Regions from separate parts of the Mus musculus genome. Here regions 2 and 3 are each linked to region 1. The links are chromatin contacts, called in public Hi-C and promoter capture Hi-C maps. All regions are on one chromosome and are shown on one strand. Each heading gives the region's core, a stretch centred on a gene start, on an enhancer-like site or on the middle of the called end of the contact. The rest is flanking DNA. Distances are from core to core; before and after follow the strand shown. Region 1 holds the start of Slx4ip (SLX4 interacting protein). Region 2 holds the start of Xrn2 (5'-3' exoribonuclease 2). Region 3 holds the start of Nxt1 (NTF2-related export protein 1).

What was found. Promoter capture Hi-C pulls out the DNA fragments that hold promoters and counts their contacts. Hi-C and Micro-C count contacts between places; a contact is called where the count stands out from the background.
Region 2: a contact with region 1 is called in a promoter capture Hi-C map of pre-B cells, with 4 times the contacts expected there. The contact joins the promoter of Xrn2 here to the promoter of Slx4ip in region 1. A contact is called at or near these places in 1 of 39 promoter capture datasets (pre-B cells) and 1 of 484 Hi-C or Micro-C datasets (pre-B cells).
Region 3: a contact with region 1 is called in a Hi-C map of CD8 T cells, with 8 times the contacts expected there. The contact joins the promoter of Nxt1 here to the promoter of Slx4ip in region 1. A contact is called at or near these places in 2 of 39 promoter capture datasets (liver and pre-B cells) and 2 of 484 Hi-C or Micro-C datasets (CD4 T cells and CD8 T cells).

What each region holds. Positions count from the first base shown.
Region 1 is chr2:136,890,245-136,893,779 of GRCm38.p6, forward strand. It overlaps Slx4ip (SLX4 interacting protein), which reads left to right and starts at 1,924. Exons shown (of 8, transcript NM_028834.3): 1 at 1,924-2,117. Mkks (McKusick-Kaufman syndrome) reads right to left here and starts at 1,162. Exons shown (of 6, transcript NM_021527.2): 1 at 799-1,162.
Region 2 is chr2:147,011,725-147,015,011 of GRCm38.p6, forward strand. Xrn2 (5'-3' exoribonuclease 2) reads left to right here and starts at 1,275. Exons shown (of 30, transcript NM_011917.3): 1 at 1,275-1,472. The coding sequence starts at 1,398.
Region 3 is chr2:148,670,877-148,674,114 of GRCm38.p6, forward strand. It overlaps Nxt1 (NTF2-related export protein 1), which reads left to right and starts at 1,739. Exons shown (of 2, transcript NM_019761.6): 1 at 1,739-1,959.

The sequences.
Region 1 (3,535 bases), core at 674-3,173:
CATAGTTGCTTATTTGGGGTAATCTCTCCATGGCAGGTTGTGCATGTTTGATATCAACAGACACTAACCAGACTCTGTGTCCACTGAGGTGCCTGGGTCATGTTCAGAGAATAAGGGGAAAAAGCAAGAAATGATGAGAGATATGTAAATCTCAGAAACTGGCTAACAACCCGAGAGTAAAACTCCAGAATGACAACTGTCTTTTTGCTTGCCTTGAGTAGTTTAGGCTGTTCATTTCCCCCAACGTGTCAACTTATTGCTTTCTCAAGATGCCAGCAACTGTAAATAACGTGCATTTTAAAGGTATTTCCAGTTCCTGTGGCATTATGGGTCTGTCATTTCAGTTACAATTCTTGTGCATGTGAGTTTGAGGAAGCTCTATTCAAACTCTACCTGATATTGGTCACTCCTCCTCACCCACACTGATCCATCATCAGATAGTCACATCCTGAAGCTACTTTGTTTTTATTGTTGTTGTTTTGTTTAGTTTGTTTGTTTTCCGAGACAGGGTTTCTCTGTGTAGCTCTGACTGTCCTGGAACTCACTGTGTAGACCAGGCTGGCCTCCAACTCAGAAATCCGCCTGCCTCTGCCTCCCAAGTGCTGGGATTAAAGGCGTGCACCACCACCGCCCCGCTCTGAAGCTACTTTGAAAGCTGTCCTTGGGCCAATCCGGTAGCCAGGTGCCTCTGTATCCCCGCCCCCAAATACCCTTGTCCCAACCACTCGCGACCTTTCCGTGCGGGGACGCGGTGAGGCCGCAGGCTGGCTTCTCCACCAGCGGCCTGGCCCCTCTCACCTGCCCACCAGCAGCTGCACCTCTAGGTCAGGCCACCTTCACCACCAGAAACCAGAAATCGCGCTTGCACAGCAACCAACCACGCAGCGGAGCGCCACCACCTTTGCCCTGCGCGGCAAGAAGGCGCATGCGCAACTCTATGCTCACGCGCACCACCCCTCCTTCCCCCGCCCCTCTTCCGGGGTTTGCGTGAAGCTCCCGCAAAGGAAAGCTGCGGCCGTCACCGGAAATCTTACGGGCAGACGTGTATTCTGTCTGTGCGCGCTACCAAAATTGAAAGGTCACATCACATCACATCACAGCACCAAGAAGGTGGCAGAGCGTGCGGCTCTCTGCTCTCTCGAAAGGTATTTGTAGAACGAATGAAGCTGTTACCAGTCCTAGGTGGCGTTTCCTCTGTTCTGACCAATCACAAGGCGCCTTGCCCTGTCACTCAGTTGTCAATTCCCACCTCTCTCAGGACGCCCTAAGCTGTAGAAACTGGCTCCGCCCTGCCGGTCCGAGTGACGTCAGAGAGCGAACATGCGCAGACAGAGCCTGTCGCCATGCAGGAAACTTCCGCCCAGTCTAGGAGCGGGGTTGGCAGAAGTCGGGAGTCTTCAATTCAGTGCCGGATCCGGTTGGTTAATTTCCTTGGCTTTGCCTTTCTTTTTTTTTTCTTCAGAGATAAGTCTTTTATTCTTTTGAACCACCCGAAGCATTATGAAATTATGTTTAAACATATTTTATTTCGCTTTTCTCTGGCACCGTGAAAGGCACCTTTATTTTTCAACGTATCTTTTAATCTTCCTCATTAAAAATATTTTCTACTCTTGCCCTATAGTTTTGTGATACGAAAAACACGGCTTTTGTTGTTGTTGTCCATCAGTACATATCGTTGACGTACAGTGATACATTATCTGCCAATTGTATTTGTGGCTTTTCCAACCTCTTAAAAAAAAAAAAAAAATCCGCTTTGGCCGCCATTTTTATTTTGGTCTCCATAAAGCGTTGATATCATCGACAGAAGCCATTTTTCGTTTGGGCAGTTCTTTCCGGCTATCCCATTACCTTAGCCAGGGCTTCGGGCGCCATCGTAGGTGCTGGCAGTGGCTTCCAACCGAATGAAGTCGATAATGCCATCTTGTGTTTGGGCGCTGGTTGCATTCTCTAACGTGCGAGGGGACGCTGGGAAACGGGAAGTAAGCCAAAGCTGCTGAAGCTTGGTCTGCCGCCTTTTTAGTCTGAGTTTTCCCGTTCAGGTACTATACTAGTCCACCAGTGACCCCGGACAGTAACAAAGCATTACAGCCCGAACCCACCTCCCGCCACCATCGTAGGTAAGAGCGTGTGATACTTCGTTCGGATAACCCAGCTCTTCCCTCAGTTGGACCGAACTGTTTGGCCATCTTATACCAATACGTATTTTTGTTTTGGATTTTGGGACTTAACACAATTTTTCTCTTAGGTATTCCTTCTCTTTCCATTAGAATTGTTAAACACCACTGTTCAGGAAGACTGAGATTTAAAGGGACAATAACGTTGAGGGAATTTCCGTAGAATAACAAAGCAAAATGGATGGAACAGCAAATTTGATCATTAATTGTATGGCTTTCTGCATCTATAGAGGTGAATATAGCTCCCAGAGGACTTTAAAATGTGATCAGCTGTGTTTGTATATTCTTCCCATTCATTCATTCATTCATTGAATTTGTTGAATACTTAGCTAGTTTTGTGCTATAAAATATAGAAGTAAACTTCAAAACAAAACAAAACGAAACCTCCTTTTCATCCACTTGCTTTGATATATCCAAAGCTGGGACCAGGAACATAATGTTCTAATGTTTTTTTTTTTAGCACTGCTGGACAAGCAACTTCATGTTCTCACTTCTCGTATTTCTTGGATACTGTATATAGCCATAATTGTAAGGCTAATAGTCCAGGTAGCATGGCCTTGTTGCTCAGTGTAATCATCGACCAGCCATCCCAGCATCTTCTGGGAGCATGTTTCTTGGAATGAGTAGAAGCTGCACTTGGGCACAGTATAATAGTGACTTGGAAACTTTGGACTGTGGCTTACCTTAGCTTTTTGTAGCACCAGGCTTTCTTCTGTGTCTTCTTGTATGAGAAAAGAAAATCAGTAGTTCTCAACCTTGGCTGCCCATGACAGTCACCTGGGAAGCTTCTAAACCAGACTTCAGACCAGTTGCAGATAGAAATGGAGACTATGTGGAATATAGATGACACTAAGGTATTTGAGACATGGTTTTCATGCTGTTAGGCGTAAGATTGGTTTTCACCTTCCCTCTTGGCTTTACTTAAAATACCATGGAGACAGGGAGGAGTATTAGGTTGGGTGGGTGTTGAACCAATGTCCCAGTGACTGGTTACCTTGTCAACCAGCTTCCCAGTAATTGTTACTTTGCCATATATGTCTTTTCCTTAGTCTAAGTGGGAAAGAAGAATGAACACCATTTGTTTTACTGAGTCTCACATGAATGTTTCCATTGTGGATATTCATGTTTTATGAGTATGTAGGAAAACATTATTACACTGAAATATTGCTTGTTTGCAATTTTTACAGTGCTACTAAGGGTAGTGATGTAGTGTGGATGGGTAAAAAAATCAGTTCTGAAACGTCTTCCCTGACTGTACATCCTACTTCCTTCACCCCAGCTCCATCTCTGAGATCTAAAAGACAGTTACCCACCCTTGTGCTTGAGTTTCCTAACTTGTAAGGTAGGACTCCTGTGAGAGT
Region 2 (3,287 bases), core at 25-2,524, about 10 Mb after region 1:
GACTTTCAAGCTTGAGCAAATGGGCAGATACCTCCCTCCTCTTTCTAGACTTCTTTCATATGCTGCAGGTGGGATGGGGGATATGACAGGGTACATTTGAAGCCACCAGAAAAGAAGGGATACAAATATCATGTTGGTTGAGAACAGAGGATTAAATGACCCTTGGTTAAAGTGAAATACAAGCAGTATGAATAAGCAAGCAATTTAGCTCTTTGATAACCCGTTATCTGTGTTACAAAAACAAAAAACCAAACCCCCCCCAAAAACGGTAGAGCAAGACCACAGGATGGGTGGAGTTGTTACACTGTGCCTGACTCAGGCAAACAATCACTGCCTCAAGGCCAGGCTGTTACTGCCCACATAGAAACAGGCTTCCTCAAAACAAGCCCCTTTTAGCTTTTTACTTTCCTGCCTGCTGCATGCACGTAATCTAATAAACTGCTTTTTCTGTTTGGAGAATATTTTTTACACTGGAGTCACCCAAATGACACGGCCAGCCAGCACAGAAGGCTCAACTGGTGATTAAATAAGAAAATTCTTTAGTTCCTTGCCTAAGCACATCACAGGTACTCAATAAATGCTAGAACGTGATATTAGCAAATTTTGGCTAGACTCTGCAACTGTTTAAAGTGACCTCGTTGGGCTGAGAGATGGCTCAGCAGTAAAGCGTTCATGCTGTTTTTCCAAAGTAGAGTTTGATTGCTGGCAGCCACAGCAGGCTGAATACTGCTGTTTGTAACTCCAGCTCCAGGGGATTTGAAACCTCTGGCCTCCACAGGTACCAGCACTCGTTCACAAAGCCACATGTACATATACACACATTGCGTAACTAAAAATAAATCTTAAACATATTTTTAAAAAGTTGCTTATGCAAAGCAGATTTTAAAAAAAAATTGCAAAACACTTGAGGATGCTTTTTCATAGTTCGGCCAGGCACAGCAGCATAGAAATGAGAGAAACCAGGAAATGGAAACTAGAGTGTAGATGCTTCTATTCAGCTCAAGACTGATTGTGAGAAAGGAAGTAAGATAGGCCACGCCTTTCCAAAGTCTCGGCCACACAAGGACTTTGCGGCTGCGGGCCTAATGTGGCCGGCGCTCTTGGCTGGATTGCCGGAGAAGGCATCCGCCAGGAGTCGGCTCTCAAAGGCTTTACCAGAGAACGCGGCGAGCCAGGTCTACAGCTCGCCCAGCCGGGCCTCCACTCCGGCAGTCTAAATGAACTTCCACTTAACCGAGCTCCTTTCCCTGCATCCCCCGCGGTGGTGGTATGACGTAACTTCCGGCCGCTGAACGCACGTGGGAGGAAGTGCTGGTGCCCGCGGCTGCCGCTCCTGCTAGTCTCGTTGGTTACACTCTCCCGCTGGCCCGGCTGCTGTTTCGAGCTGCCCGCTGGTCATGGGAGTCCCGGCGTTCTTCCGCTGGCTCAGCCGCAAGTACCCGTCCATCATTGTCAACTGCGTGGAGGAGAAGGTGAGGAGGCGGCCAGTACGCCGGAGTGGGGACCCGGCGTGGCAGGTCTAGGCCGAGGCCCTCGGGGATGGGCGCCCGCCCCAAGCTGCCTCACGGGCCGCTTCGCGGGTTCGCGGTTCCGGAGGCGGTCTGGGCGGAGCGAGGGCGAGTAGGGGGCTTTGGGGGCTTGGGCGGCTCCTCCCCCGCCTGCGAAGCGGGGCACCCCAGGCTCCGCCCACGGCTTTGTTCCCTCCGCGCCGCTCACTGAGCTCCAAAGGGCGCCCAGGCTAGTCAGCCCCCCTAGCGCGGGCAGCAAGGTTGGCAGGGTAGGGACCGCTGGTTGGTCCACTGTCTTGAGCCCGGAGTTCCCGTTGGCTGGATCGCTTGTTTTCCACCCGAGCCTGGCCATTTGTTGCAGTTAAGCGTGCGCGGGCAGCAGCTAGTTACGAAGGACTAGGCTAGGGGAGCGCTCTTTCTCCCTGGCGGGCTTTGCTGTACGAATGCCGGGCAGCTCGCTGTGTTTCACTTCCTGCCTCCGTTAGTTTGCTAGTTTACAGGCAGACTTTTAAGTCGTTCCGATTCGTGAGTGTTGCTTTTGTCGTTCGCGTAATTCTGTCGAGTTCGACTTTGTACTCTAAGTTAGAATTTCTGGATTGGAAAAGTTCCGGGCACATGTGTCCCCTCCCACTTTCGGCTTTAGAACCGCCTCTCTCCAAGAACCTATTTCTCCCGCTGAAGTTATTTACTTTCTCACTTCCTGTCTTAGAAGAAACCAAAAGCTTTGTTTTGGTGACAATCCTAGTATATTTTTGTGTTCTCCAAAGACAAATTGCTAAGCTGAACCATTATTTCTTTATAAACATTGTGTTCTCCTGGGGGGGGGGGGTCTTCCAAAGGGAGAGCCACTTTTTCGTAACAGACACTTTGAACTGTTTTGGTTGTGTCTCTTAATATGGTTAAGTTTGATTTATCGGTTTTAGGTCTATCTAATTTTGGGTAGAAGAGGAATTAGCTATTTATTCACCACCACCCCAGTTTTTCTAATGCTAATCCATAAATCTGACGGTAAAATTTGTAATTTAACGGAGAACTCGTTTAAACGTATATCGGGCCAAGGCGTGGCACATACTTTTACTCCCAGCACTTGGGAGAGAGGTAGGCTTGAGTTTTGGAGGTCAGCCAGATATACACAGAGTTCAAAGCAAACCAAGGCTTACGTAATGAGACCCTCTTGCAAAACAAACAAAAATTCTATCGCCTATACAAAGTATCATTTCTATTTCTAAGATTGATGTTATTTCCCCGCACCCCCCCCCCCAGCTGTTTAACTTTTTGGTTCCCCTGTACATTTTAGTTCTCATTCAAGATTGTCAAACCTTTGACCATACAAGCTTCGATAGAAGCAGTGTTGTTGGCTGTTTTTAATTGTGATTGTAGTTTAGGCTGTTTATCTTTTATTCGCGCTAGCTCCTCCCTTACCCCCTCCCTTTCACCCCTAGTTGGGTACACTTTATACCTTTCCCCATCCAAATTCTTTTATCAGGCATTCCGTCAAGTCCTTTTTTTTTTTTTTTTTTTTTTTTTTTGGTCCATTGCGCCTCTTTTTTTTATTAGGTATTTTCCTCATTTACATTTCCAATGCTATCCCAAAAGTCCCCCATACCCTCCTCCCCACTCCCCTACCCACCCACTCCCACTTTTTGGCCCTGGCGTTCCCCTGTACTGGGGCCATTGCGCCTCTTTTAAGTATTAATTTTTTAATTTTTTAAGTAGGATCTCCCTACTTAGCCACAAACTCCAGACCCTCAGACACAGGCAAGCTGGGATTGCCTGTAT
Region 3 (3,238 bases), core at 489-2,988, about 12 Mb after region 1:
TGCTTAGCATGCTGAGCAGGCCTTGTGTTCAACCACCATTACACAGACACTCACACATACACTGAAGGTGACAGTCCTAACACTCACTGACGGTCTGGACATGAGATATTATTTATGTCAAGTTGACAAGGGATGGATTGTAGTGGTTATTCCTGGTTGTCAGTTTGGCTATATCTGGAATGAACTACAATCCAGAATTGGAGGACACACCTGTGATCCAGATCTTGAGGCTGGAAGACACAAGTTTCTAACCTGCATCTTGGCATGGAGATTTTGGGGCATAGTGGCCATGAAAAGTTTAGGCTAAACAAGGTAGTACACACCTTTAATGCCAGGAGATTGAGGCAAGGAGAACCCTGACTAATATGGGGGTGGTGGAATGGTGGAGGAGGGGGAGGGGGAGGGGAGAGAAAGAGAGAGAGAGGGGAGGGGAAGGGGAGAGAAAGAGGGAGAGGGGGGAGGGGTGGAGGAGAGGAAGGGGAGAGGGAGAGAGAGAGAGAGAGAGAGAGAGAGAGAGAGAGAGAGATTCTATCCTCTAGAGAACCTTGACGAATACGCTCAACTGTGTCAGTGGCCAGTCCTTTAGAATCAGAGGCATCTCTAATCTCCCAAATTCAAGGGCTACTGAAAGAATAAAGGTCAAGTTCTCCCTCAGGAAAAGTCCTGGGACCTACCACTACTTTATCCCCAGGTTTACTACATATTTTTGTGTAACTACTGCTCCAAAGGCACTTATTCATCCTTGAAACTCAGACTCCAACTTAATTCTTTCAATAATGAAAACTTTTCACTCACTTAACTCCAGTGGGAAGTGACCTATATTGAACAGCCATTCTCGTTTCTTAAATCTAAAAACAAATGTTCCCTTAGTAACATGAGCAAAAGGAGCCGAGAGGTTGGTAACAAAATACAGATTAAAGTACTTAATTGAACAAAGCCACTTACAAACAGCTCTCCTAGCCGGGCAGATGAAGCAAAGAATCAGGTCTCAGCAAAGTTAGCTCTTTGGGTTTTGATACACGAAGCAGTTTCCCAATTTCCCACGCGAAATGGCTCCATTTCTATGCTAGGTATCTAGACAGCTCCAGATTAAAACAAATTCAGTGTCTTAAATGAGGTGGTACTGCGCCGCAGCTGGAGCCAGCAGGAAACTCAATTTGCACTGCATAGAAAGTCAACTACCATTGTCCCCTTGCCCGCCTCTTCGACCTCAGTTCTCACTAGACTAAAATTTGTTCTCTTATAAGTTCATCTGCTTGTCAACTCTAAGTAGCTTCACCTTAGGAAGGGTGCGCTCAGCTAAGATATTTGACCATATTTGACCACAAGGACTTCCACAGACTCTCAGATTTAGCCTTCCACCGGGTTCCTACACTACGGGTGTCTATGTGCTGGGTTCAGTCCAGAGCCTTATTGAAGCCATGCTGTTGTCTCCCTAGTTAGCATCAACCAGTGAAGCTCCACGTTGAAGCTTCACGAGTCTCCACAAGATATCATCCCAACACACACAGAAGAAGGGAGCCAGATCTAGCAAAGACAGATATCTCTTATTAACCAAGCCTTCCACAGCTAAGCGCGTTGACTCCACCCTCTCCACAACATCCAATCAGAGCTCCCTCAACCGGATCTTCTAGGATAGTGCCTAACCCGGAACCTACACTGTCTTTGCCGCCACACCTGGGCGGAGCCAAGTTTTCTACTGGCTCGCGTAGCTGCCCGTCGCGGGGAGGCGGGAGTCGACGGGAACCGGGATGCTAGCGCCTGCGCACATTGCAGCTTGCGGCGCGCGGGAAGCCACTACCGGCGCTTAACCGTTCCTCGCCTCCTGGACGTCGGCTTCTCAGGCGGAGCCTCTGGGAGGAAGAGGAGAACAGGAGAGAAACTCTTCTGGCCCGGGACCGCGACCGGGGCGGAACCCGGGACCGAGTCGCCTTGGCGGCGCTGACCGAGATCGAGCAGGTAAGTGAGCGCTCCTGCCTGGCCGTCTGGCAACGCCGCGGCACCAGGGACCTCTTCCCTTTTCTTAGGCTCAATAAGACATGGATGTTGTCCTTTCCTCCACGTGGTGTCTCTGCAACCTGGCATCAGGCTTTTTTATGTGCAGAACCGTGGCGGTGAGTTTGCCATACCCGGAGGAGAGCAGCAGTTTGGGGCCGGGGGATGTAAGAAGCGACTCCCAGCTGGAAATGAGGCCCGGGGCACGGCTGCCGTTTCTGAGGTCCAACTCCAGGAAACTACAGTATGAACCATGGGAGTGGAGCATCTTTCTGACTCTCACTCTACTATGTTTCGGTCGTACTGCTCTCTCCTTAAGAGAGAAAGATGACCGGGTTCTGTGGGTAGCTGAGGACCAGAAATAGGGGTGATCATCTTTGGGGGCGTGACCAATGTTAGGGCGAAGCATTGTGGCCTAAAGAAGTGGGGATGAGGTGGTTGGACAGAGAAATATGGTTACCTTGGAGAACATTGTTAAGCCAGCATCCCTAGAGCTGTTTTCATATAGAACTGCTTTCAAAAAAATCCTGGAACTTAGTAAGCATAGCTCTGACTCCCTTGCTTCCGTAGAATGAAGCAAGTAAGTTTGTAACTCTTTTTGTAAAGTTGTTACAGTGACTTGTGCAATGATGATTGAGGGAATGTACCTAAACTACTAAGCAAACAGCACTTCAGATTGATTGTTGAGTCGGAGGACCTTGGTGAGAGAGTGGCAAGAGCAGTATCAAGCTGGCTCCGAATTCATCTATAGGGCCAGCTTCCTCCTTGCTCTGTGTGGAATCCATCGTTCATAAACTGATAAGCTTAAAAAAATGAAACCGGGCATGGTGGCGCACGCCTTGAATCCCAGCACTTGGGAGGCAGAGGCAGGCGGATTTCTGAGTTCGAGGCCAGCCTGGTCTACAAAGTGAGTTCCGGGACAGCCAGGGCTACACAGAGAAACCCTGTCTCGAAAAACCAAAAAAAAAAAAATGTTGGCCCAGGCATGGTCGTGCACACCTTTATTCCCAGCACAAAAGGCAGAGGCGGATGTCATGAGTTCAAAGCCAGTGTGGTCTACATAGAAGTGGCAGAAATACATAGAGAGAACGTGTCTCAATAAAATAATAAAGGCTCTTGAAATGAAAAAGCATGTGTTCACAGCTTAAAGTTTTAAGCTTACTCTGTAGAGACCCTGTTTCTGGAAATTGGCAAATAATATAAATTACTTGTGTCCTATTTTCAGTAATATTGATCAGTACTA